Linked DNA regions of Sus scrofa: region 1 is linked to region 2. A link is a contact called in public HiChIP or PLAC-seq data. All regions are on one chromosome and are shown on one strand. The core of a region is the stretch at or near the end of the contact, and the rest is flanking DNA. Distances in the headings are between cores, read along the strand shown.

What was found. HiChIP or PLAC-seq counts read pairs in DNA pulled down with a chosen protein or histone mark.
Region 1: a contact with region 2 is called in an H3K27ac HiChIP or PLAC-seq map of skeletal muscle, with 12 times the contacts expected there. The contact joins two enhancer-like sites. A contact is called at or near these places in 5 of 47 Hi-C or Micro-C datasets (embryonic fibroblasts, heart right ventricle, mesenteric adipose tissue and 2 more) and 1 of 2 datasets of contacts at active chromatin or transcription factors (skeletal muscle).

The regions. Positions count from the first base shown.
Region 1 is chr16:65,230,986-65,235,894 of Sscrofa11.1, forward strand. No RefSeq gene overlaps it. Among named protein-coding and RNA genes, the nearest start is that of CLINT1, 260 kb to the right of the region's middle. Within about 2 kb of position 2,501, at least 24 of the 83 cell types and tissues checked have an H3K27ac peak or open chromatin away from gene starts, as enhancers often do. A contact at or near this core is called in skeletal muscle, where this site is marked.
Region 2 is chr16:64,974,883-64,979,365 of Sscrofa11.1, forward strand. All of the region lies in intron 4 of LOC106506547 (a long non-coding RNA gene), which reads right to left. Among named protein-coding and RNA genes, the nearest start is that of CLINT1, 520 kb to the right of the region's middle. Within about 2 kb of position 3,044, at least 10 of the 83 cell types and tissues checked have an H3K27ac peak or open chromatin away from gene starts, as enhancers often do. A contact at or near this core is called in skeletal muscle, where this site is marked.

The sequences.
Region 1 (4,909 bases), core at 1,251-3,750, 260 kb after region 2:
ATGCTTAACCACTGAAACTTCAAGCAAGAATTTCAAAAGTCCCACTCTATATACTTTTTTAAAAAAATCTCTGTGCAAAAATCACTTATGGCAAGCTTGAGGTTGCACAGGACTATGGGTTTGGTTGGATGAGAACTCTTTTTGTCCTAAAATCTATAAGCAATTATCATGAAAAATCAGAGGCCCAACCCTCCAGCTATAAAGGTGACAACTGCATAAAGAAGGAAAGGGAAGGTCCCTGAAATGTGTCAGCTGCCCCAGAGAGATCTGAGCTGAAAGAAATTCCTGTTCTGGTCAGAATACCAGGCGAGCGAGTGGCACAGTGCCCAAGCCTGCTTCTTCTGGTTCTCTCCTTCCAGCTAAATACAGGTCTGCCTTCTTTTTAAAGGACTGGTTCCAGGGAGAAATCTTCAAGAACCAGACAGATTGGAGAGGATAAATGAATGGGAGTCTGTGAGCTGAGATGTCAGCAAATAAAAATAAATAGAATTAGAGTGGAAAGAATGGAAACCTTCAGAATCTACAAATGTCTTTCCCCTCATGCTCAGGCATTTACCCCCCAAGAAATCCAAGAAAGAAGAGAAAGGCACTAACATGGACTGGATGCCTCCCATGCTATGAACACTACGTTAGCTGCTTTCATACATGTAATTTTATTTAATCCCCCACTCATCTTGCAAGGGAAGGGTTATCGTCTCTGTTTGATGATGCCAATCAAGATTCAAGGAGATTAAGACTTAGCCAAGGCCACACACCTAGAAAGTGTCAAAACCAGGATTCAAACCCATATTTCTTTTTCCTCCAAAGCCCTGCCCACTACACCACCAGCAGAAACAGAATCTTAACATGTTTTAGCTCAGGGATGACCTTACCATCATGTCCATTTCACAGAGGAAGAACCTGACCAGTAAGTAGAAGCAACTTGCCCAATGACTTGTAATGACCCAGGCCTTCTGGTTTCCAGGTAAGAAGCTCTGCATCACTGTATCCACTAGGGTCCTACAAGAAATGCACACTCAAGTAGAGGCATTAGGGTAGGGCATCATGAAGGGATTGTTATATGTGAGGACACATTTTAATGAAGGCAAAAAAGGCTGGTCAGGCTGTCCAGACATAGCAACTACAGGGAGGGCAGGCCTACCCTATACCTGAAGGGACGAGGCCAGGGCCCCAAACCCAGAGAAACCTGTAACTGAGGCTCAACCTATACCTGTAGGAGTACTCTGAACTTCAGTAGAGAAAGCCAATGCCAGCCTGCAGCCTGGCAGGGAGAGTATCCAGGGAATTAAACCCTGCCCTCTCTCTCTCCCCTCCAGCCTCCTGATGCCTCCCATTCACTGAAACTTAAAGAAAATCAGAAAATAAGGAATTCCTGGGATGTGGTTTCTAGGGGTCAGAGAAGGACAGAGAAGGGAGGAGAAAGGACCTAGAGGGGGAAATAGAGCCTTTTGAACACATTGCTCCACAGGGGTGCTTCTCTGAACCGCGGTCCTTGGGAAGAGTCCTATCTCAGCAGGTTAAAGATAACAAAAACCACATCAGTGTCCCCTACTCACCAATGTGGAGCCAAGAAGGATTGACATGGGGAAATACAGGGCAACTAACAGCACAGAGCTGGATTTCTCACTGCCGCTGCAGGGATGTTATTCTAATCTGGCCAAACTGCCTGTGATAAACAGGACAAGCCCTGCTCCATTATCTCCTTAGAATCAAAGGCATGACCTTGGGACTCTTTGGCTTTGGTACCCAGGTCAGTACCGGTGTTCATGGAGAGAGTAACTGGTGTTTCTGGTGAGCTTTTGTCAGTATTTGAGAATTAAAAATAGGGGGCAGTGGAGTTGGGTGTGTGCAGGAACATAGCATGTATACTGTCATCCCTGCTTGGAAGTCAATGCTACTTTAAAATAAAGACAATCACTTTTCAGCCTATGGGCTAAGATAAAGCCTAGTATCTGTTCTCAGAGTTTAAAATAAACACAACCCCTAAATGAAGGCGGTTTAGGCATCTTGGAAAGGATCTTCTCTCTTATCTATGTCTTCGGCACAGGCAACCTTGCTTTGACGAGACATCTCTCGCTCAACACACATGCACACGCACAGGCACGCGCGCGCACACACCAGTGCCACATCTGGTCTCTCAGCCCATCCCCTCCTGAAGTTTCAGCCTCAGCTTCCACTGAGCCCCCTTCCTCGCCCTGATTTGGTCATCTTTCCTACTGAGTTTAAATCAACAGTCTGATTTTATCAACAATAATACTTTATGGAGGTTTATTTCTTCAAACAGACTGCGCTCCTCTTCGCTATAAAGTTAATTTTATGTTCTTTGTTCACTTTCCTAATCTACAAATTACATCCTGCCGTTCCCTGATTACTTACTATTGGAAAAACAGCCCCTTTTTGCTTCCAGTTTGAATATTCTCTGCCTTATCTTGATGACCCTAATCTCTCTCCCGAGACTGGACTCTCAAGGCAGCGGTAAGCAACCGGCGAGGGCGCAGCGTGCCAGCCAGCACAGACCCTGCGCGGCAGCCAGCCGGCCTGCATGCCTTGCTCCTCCGCCCGGCCCGCTTCCCCCCGCCCTCCCAATCCTTTTTCTCTGAGTGTGGGAAGAGGCTTGGTTGCAGCAGGGAGGATTAGAAATTCTGGGATCCACTCCATGCTCTCAGAAAGTCCTAGTGGGAAGACGGAGAACTTCCGACACTCAGAGAAACAAGGACAAATGCTTCGGAGGCTGACATTTGGCTGATACCGCATGAAAAATGACCTGACTCTTTTGTTGGAAACGCCTGGAGGGGGAGGGGCTGCAAAAGGAAGAGAGATCGCCCGGAATGAGGGGAAAATAGAATCAGCTCTTACATGACCGGGGTTTTTAAAGAGGATGGGGAAGAGATGACCTGGCTGTCAGAAGTGTCAAAGGGAATTAGGCGTGTTTGTAACCGCATAGAGGGGAGAGAGGGAAATGGGAAGGAGGAAGAAAGTGACAAAAGATGGAAAGGACGGAGTCGGAAGGCATCTTAGCAAACCACATGTTTTACAAATGAGAACACTGGGGCCCCAAGTTCTAAACACAGCAAAAGAGTGATGATATTGATGATAATAATGTCAAGAGATATTTGCTTTCTTGCTATTCTTTCACATCTGCCATGTTCATGTCCATTTTCCAGGCTTTTAGCTTCGCAATAAAAATAAAAACCTAATATTTATTATGTCATATATACCAGACACTACCTAAATGCTTGACATGTCTTATCACAGTTATTCCTCCAAAAAAAAAAAAAAAATCCAGGAGGTAAGTATAATTATCATCTACATTTTACAAGTGGAAAAAGTGAGACACACAGAGGTTGATAACTTGGTGAGATCACTTGTAGGAAGATGCAGCCAGGATTTAACCAGGTCTGTCTGTCTGCTGAGCCACATTCAAAAAACATTTGTGGAATGAATATGTGTACACATTTGTATATTATTCAGAGGACCATCACGCCAGCTTTAGTCCCAGTGCTCTAATTTTCTGGGGGGTCATTGTATTTTGTCCAAAATCCTTCCAGGCCACCTGATTTCTGGGGCAGCATCTTCTTCTGAAACTCTAGGCTGAATATAGTAACTCTTTCCATAAATGTCTAAATATTAAATATTTTAAGCTTTGCAGACCATATATTTTCTCTGTAATATTTTTTTAACAATCCTTTAAAAATGCAAAAAAAAAAAATCATTCTTCACTTGAGCACTCCTTCTGACCCCTGTTCTAGACTCCAAACCTTGGAAGCAGGCTGAAAATGTCCCTCTCCTACCACCTGTCCATCCAATCATCAAAGTCTGGGGGCTTGGGCTGCCTCTCAAAATACCTGTTACATTTTTTTCAGCACCCCACCATCCCTAGTCCAGGCATCTACCATCGCATGCATGCTGTGGTCACCAGAATGGTCTCTCTTACTCCGCAAAGCTGCCCACATGTCACTGCTGTATCCATTTTCACAAACAATGATTTTCACAGAACATTCCCTTGCTAAAATACCTTCAAATCTAAGCTCCTTACTCTGCATTCAGAAGTAATCCCCCAAACACACACACACACAAACACACACACACACACACAAAACACATACACACACAGAGAGAGTTATCAGGTCTTTAATGTTAACAAAAAGAACAGCTAACATTTAGTGAGCATCAAAATGATCTAGACATTCAACTAGTCCCACGGATCATCTCATTTAAGCCATATCAGAACCCTAGGAGATAGGTATGATTATAAGCCCAATTTTATAGATGAGTAACTGGGGCTCAGAGAGGCTAAGAAACATATGCTGTTTTACACAGTAAAGTGGGAGACTAGGAACCAAAGCGTGGCTCTAGGACCCAAGGGTCCCTTCTGTTAACTTCCATCCTATATTACCTTTAACATGTCTCCCGCTCTGTCCTTCTACAACTTCTGCACCAGTGCCACCAAAAAACATCTTCCAAGAGACAGCAAGCAGGTCACCCCACAGGATCAACATCTCAACTCTTTGGGCTGCTAAGGGAAGTGATTGCCCTAGAAGAGAAGCTGCTGCCTCTGAACTTAGAGCACCATAAATCGAGTGGGGATGAGCTTAGGTGTGGACAGTGGGTTCCTTCTGATGTTCCCAATAGCAGGCTGCCAGCCAACAAGTGGGCAGCTCAGAGCAGCTGCATTTCCAACCAGCAGACCAGGGCAAGCTACTAACGTGTGGACACAACCTCTCCACAATTTGCTTAAAAGCCACACTGTGTTTCCTGGACAATGGCCACAGGCCAAAATACACACGTTCCGGTTTTTACGGCTCTAAGGTAAGCATTCTTTCAATGGTTCTCTCCCTGTTCCCTTGCTGTCTAGTGCATTGTGTTTTGCTCGTTCCTTCTCCTTTTTTCTTTTTTCTTTTTTTCCTTC
Region 2 (4,483 bases), core at 1,794-4,293:
AACTCTAAATGTAAGAGAAACCAGTGCCAGTGACAATATACAAAAGGTGACTGTGAAGTGTAAAGATGCATGTGATAAAAAAACAAAGCCATAGGACTAAATTCTAGCCAGAGAAGTGTTGCCAATCTAGGAAAACAACAGCAAACAAAACCAATAATAGGCAGTATTTATGGAGACCCTAGGACGTGCCAGGCCTTGTTCTAAACACTTTACATGTAACAGTTCATAATCATTACAAGTCTATGAATGAGTACTTAGTATTACCCTGTTACTCTCGTTTTGAAGATGGGACAACCGAAGCAGAGAGAGAAAAACCTGAGACTTGTTCCCTCTTTGTTAAAGGCTGCATGAGGGTGCAAACCAGCATGAGTCTAAGACTTTCTCCTTGACATAATCAGAAGAATTAAAGAGAATTTTAAAAAGAATAAAATTTTTAAGGATCAATTTTTAAAAGAATACTTCCATATTCAGCCTTACCTGATGTCATGAGTTCGTCCACTCAGTCACCACGTATGCCTCAAGCAAGAGATATCCCATAACTCCAGTAGAGGATGATCTCATCACAGAATCATTTAAGAAGTGGAAGGTTTTACCGCAGCCACACTCTTGTGGGCCTCTGTGGTATTGGTCCCATACTTCCTGCCCTTGTATTGTCCTTTGTCCTCTGCCTGCCTGAGTAATTCCTACTGGGACTTCAAGAGACACCTCATCATGTGAACTCTCCCTGATTTCCTCCCAAGCCCCCGGGGGTCAGTAGGTCACCCCTTCTTTTGTGTCCCCATTGTATCCTACAGACATTTAAGTTACAGGAGAGGAATGGCCTTATTCTTGATGGCCTCTACCTTTTGACCCAATTGGTTCTTTGACATAGAGAGTAAAGCTTGTTCTACGTAAGCCTGTACATCTGGAAAAATTCCAAAATTCATATGACATAAGTGAGTTAAAAAAATGATTTTGTAAGAATTGATTACTTGAGACTAAAACACTGAACACAAATGCTACATTCTAAAAGTGTCTTGGGGGAACCGTTTCATCAAGGGTTGGAATGAATGAAGCTTCTTAAAATGAGACTCTCATGAGCTTGGACTGGCCAGGCTCTTTCTTCCTGGTCCCTCTCCCTGGAGTGAGCACATGTGCTCTCTGCTACCATGACCTGCCTGGTATTCACAACTAGGGTCATCAGTCTCCAAAACCCCTAAATTTCAATGGGTACTAATGCCTCTGAAGGCACCTGAATGTGTCAGGGACTACTTTTTGGTATGGCCCCACTGATACTATTCCTTTGTTACTGATTCTGCTTCCAATTCCTCCTATTCCTCCCCAACACTTCCTCAGCTCCCCAACTCTTCTTCCTCATGGTCTCTTGCTTTCTTTTTTCCATCAGAGTGCCCTGAATCACCTTAGACCTTGACCACCATTAACTGTGGAAAGGCTCTATCTTTTGCAGACACTGGACAACCCCGAACAAAGCTCTGGTTGTTTCTGAGGGGGTGATATTGAGGGCCAAAACAATCATGAGAGCAGAGCTCACAGGCTAAACCACTGCAGGCTCAGGATCACCTGTAATCTGTTTCTGTGTTTCTCTCCCTGATTGGATTAGAAGCTCTTTGAAAGCAGGGGCTCCGTCACATTATTTTGTGCATCTCAACGTGTTTCAAACATTATAAACAGATCAACTGAGTTTTTTAATTCATTACTTATAAGCCCAGTAAATGAAGGTCAAAATTTTACCAACAACTGGAATCCATGAGCATGTAGGTTCCACTTAAATACACTAAAACAGAGAGAGAGAGTAAGACAGAGTCAGAGACAGAGAGAAAAAGAGAGACAGAGGGAGACAGAGACAGAGATAAAGACACAGAGAGATATAAAGAAGGAGAGAGAAAGAGACAGAAAGAGAATTTTTTTTTTTTTAACTTTTTAGGGCCACACCTGCGGCATGTAGAATTCCCAGGTTAGGGTCTAATCAGAGCTGCAGCTGCCAGCCTGGACCACAGCCACAGCAATGTGGGATGTGAGCCACATCTGCCACCTACACCACAGCTCATGTCAGTGCTGGATCCTTAAACCCACTAGGGATCAAACCCACATCCTCACAGTTACTAGTTGGATTCATTTCCAATGCTCCACAATGGGAACTTCCAAAGAAATTTAATGAGGTTTCTCAATCCATTCTGGATTAGTCTAGCCCTTAGCAAGTCTTTCCTTACTCTGAATTAAAATCTTTCTGTGATTTCCACTGGCCATTCCTAAGTGCTCCCAATAAAGTATCATAGCAAAAGTTGCAACCTCTTCAACAGAAGAGCATCTGTAAGTTAGAAGACAGTGCTCATTTTTAGCCCTTTCATCCCTTTAAACAGCATCAGTCATTCCTCCAAACCTTCTGATTCCCCAGTGTCTTGCCCTCCTGGGACAAGTCAGCCTAATCCAGGTTCTGGACATTGTTCACCTGTTTTCAAATCCTGGCTCCACAGCTTGGTATGATCCCTGAACCTCAGTGTCCTCATCTGTAGAATGGAAATGATTATAATAATAGCACCTGCTGATCTTTCTATTGTGGGAACGAAATAGATAACACACACAGCATGCATAGTAATAGAGTGACAAGCACTGAACAAGCACTCAAAAATGTTAGAGATAAATACTCCAGGTGGCAACAGACCCAAGGAACCAGTGCCAAGGGGGCCCACAGTGCCCTCAGAATTGAATCATTTCTGTTAATAAAACCTCACTGGGTTAGTTTTAGAGCTGCCACAGCCCCTGACAACTCTTGGGCTTGCGGTCAATCAAAATCTTAAGATCTTTTACATTTTTTTTTCACTTCAGCTGCTGTCAAACCTGCTCTCCCACATCCTATACTTTAAAAATCAATTTTCTGAAACTAAAAGCAGAACCATATATTTATCCTTATTAAATTTTCTGCAAATCAGTTTGGCCTATCATTCTAACATGTCAAGATAAGTTTAAGTCTTGATTCTGTCATCTGACCTATTAGTCACCCTTCCCAACCCTATGTCATCTCCAGATGTGATAATTTTCCTTTTTTTTCTGTTCATGCAGCTCTCAGATAAAATTCTGAACAAACTCAAGGCCAAGGACAGAGCCCTGCAGTACTGTTGACATTCTTTGGGCAACAGTCCAACATTCTAATTTTATGGATGAGGAAAGTGAGATTCGGAAGCCCATCATCATACAATACAGCCTGTTGACTCTTTCCCAATGTGTGTACCTTGGAACAGCAATCCCCTGAGAGATTTTCCACAACAAGGGGTTTTTATGGCCAAGTACGTTTGGAAAATCATGCACGCTCTGTTTCCTCTTGGAGATTGGCAGTGCTCAAGAGCACACTTCAGATTTTGTGAAGTACTACAGTCAAGAATCCTATTTAGCTTGTTTAGCTCAGAATTTTTCAAATGAGTTTGACCACAAAATCCTATTTTCATGTAATAACTCTTAACATCCCATAGAACCAGTGGCCCGTAGTTGGCTGCAAATAGACACATCTTGAACATGAGATCCGTGTCACTCGCTTGTTGTATGAGTTAGGTCCTGCGGTCCCTAGGTTCTGAGTTTTGTGACTTCCCAATGAAAAATAAGAAGGGAAGGAGCTTTGGAAAAGAAGAGATTAAAGAAGGGGAGTGTCGTGTGACAAAAAGGCAGGAATCAAGGTAGGGGAAGCCCTCCCCCCCGCCTCCATGTGTTCAAAGCAGCAGTGAAAAGAGGAGCCCAGGGCAGAATTCCTAGAAGATTCCAACCCTCTGCCTCCCACCCTCACCCCTCACAGGTTTCCATCAGGCTCTGCCTCGAGACCATCAGGACTAGTCTCATTATGCTTTTATCGTATCAGTCGTCCCAAGAACCAGGATTCCCAGGGGGCTTAATCACCAGTTTTTCAAGAAGACTCCCCTGATTTAAAGATGCACTTTCTCCATCTGGCACCCCTCTCCCTTCCCTGCTTTATTTTTTTCTGTAGCATTTACTACCATATGACATAATATGTATTTCATCAGTTTATTTGCTAGATTTGTTTATTGTCTGGATCCTTCTACTAGAGAATAAGCTCCATGCTGGCAGGAATATTTATTTCATTCACTGCTTTATTCTGAGCACTTAGAATAGTATGTAGCTGATAGTTGGTGCTCAATAAATATGAAAACACCAGTCAGCTCAAGCCAGGGGGCCTAAATAAATTATAGCCTCTCAAAGGGCAAGGATCACATCTTGGGTTTTCTTTGACTTATTTATGACATGATACCATCTGCTGAGTGGGTCTTTATTACAGTAGAAATGAATATTATTACTCAGATAGATATCAATATATAGGGAGAGGCTATTAGTCTCAGAAACCATGTTCTCTCTCTTCCGGTGACCTCATCCACCAGGCCCTGCATGGGCAGGACTCATAAATCCACACCACCACCCCTGACCCTCATCCATGCCACAGCCTATCTTCCCTGCAATTTACTGGACATTTCTACCATGC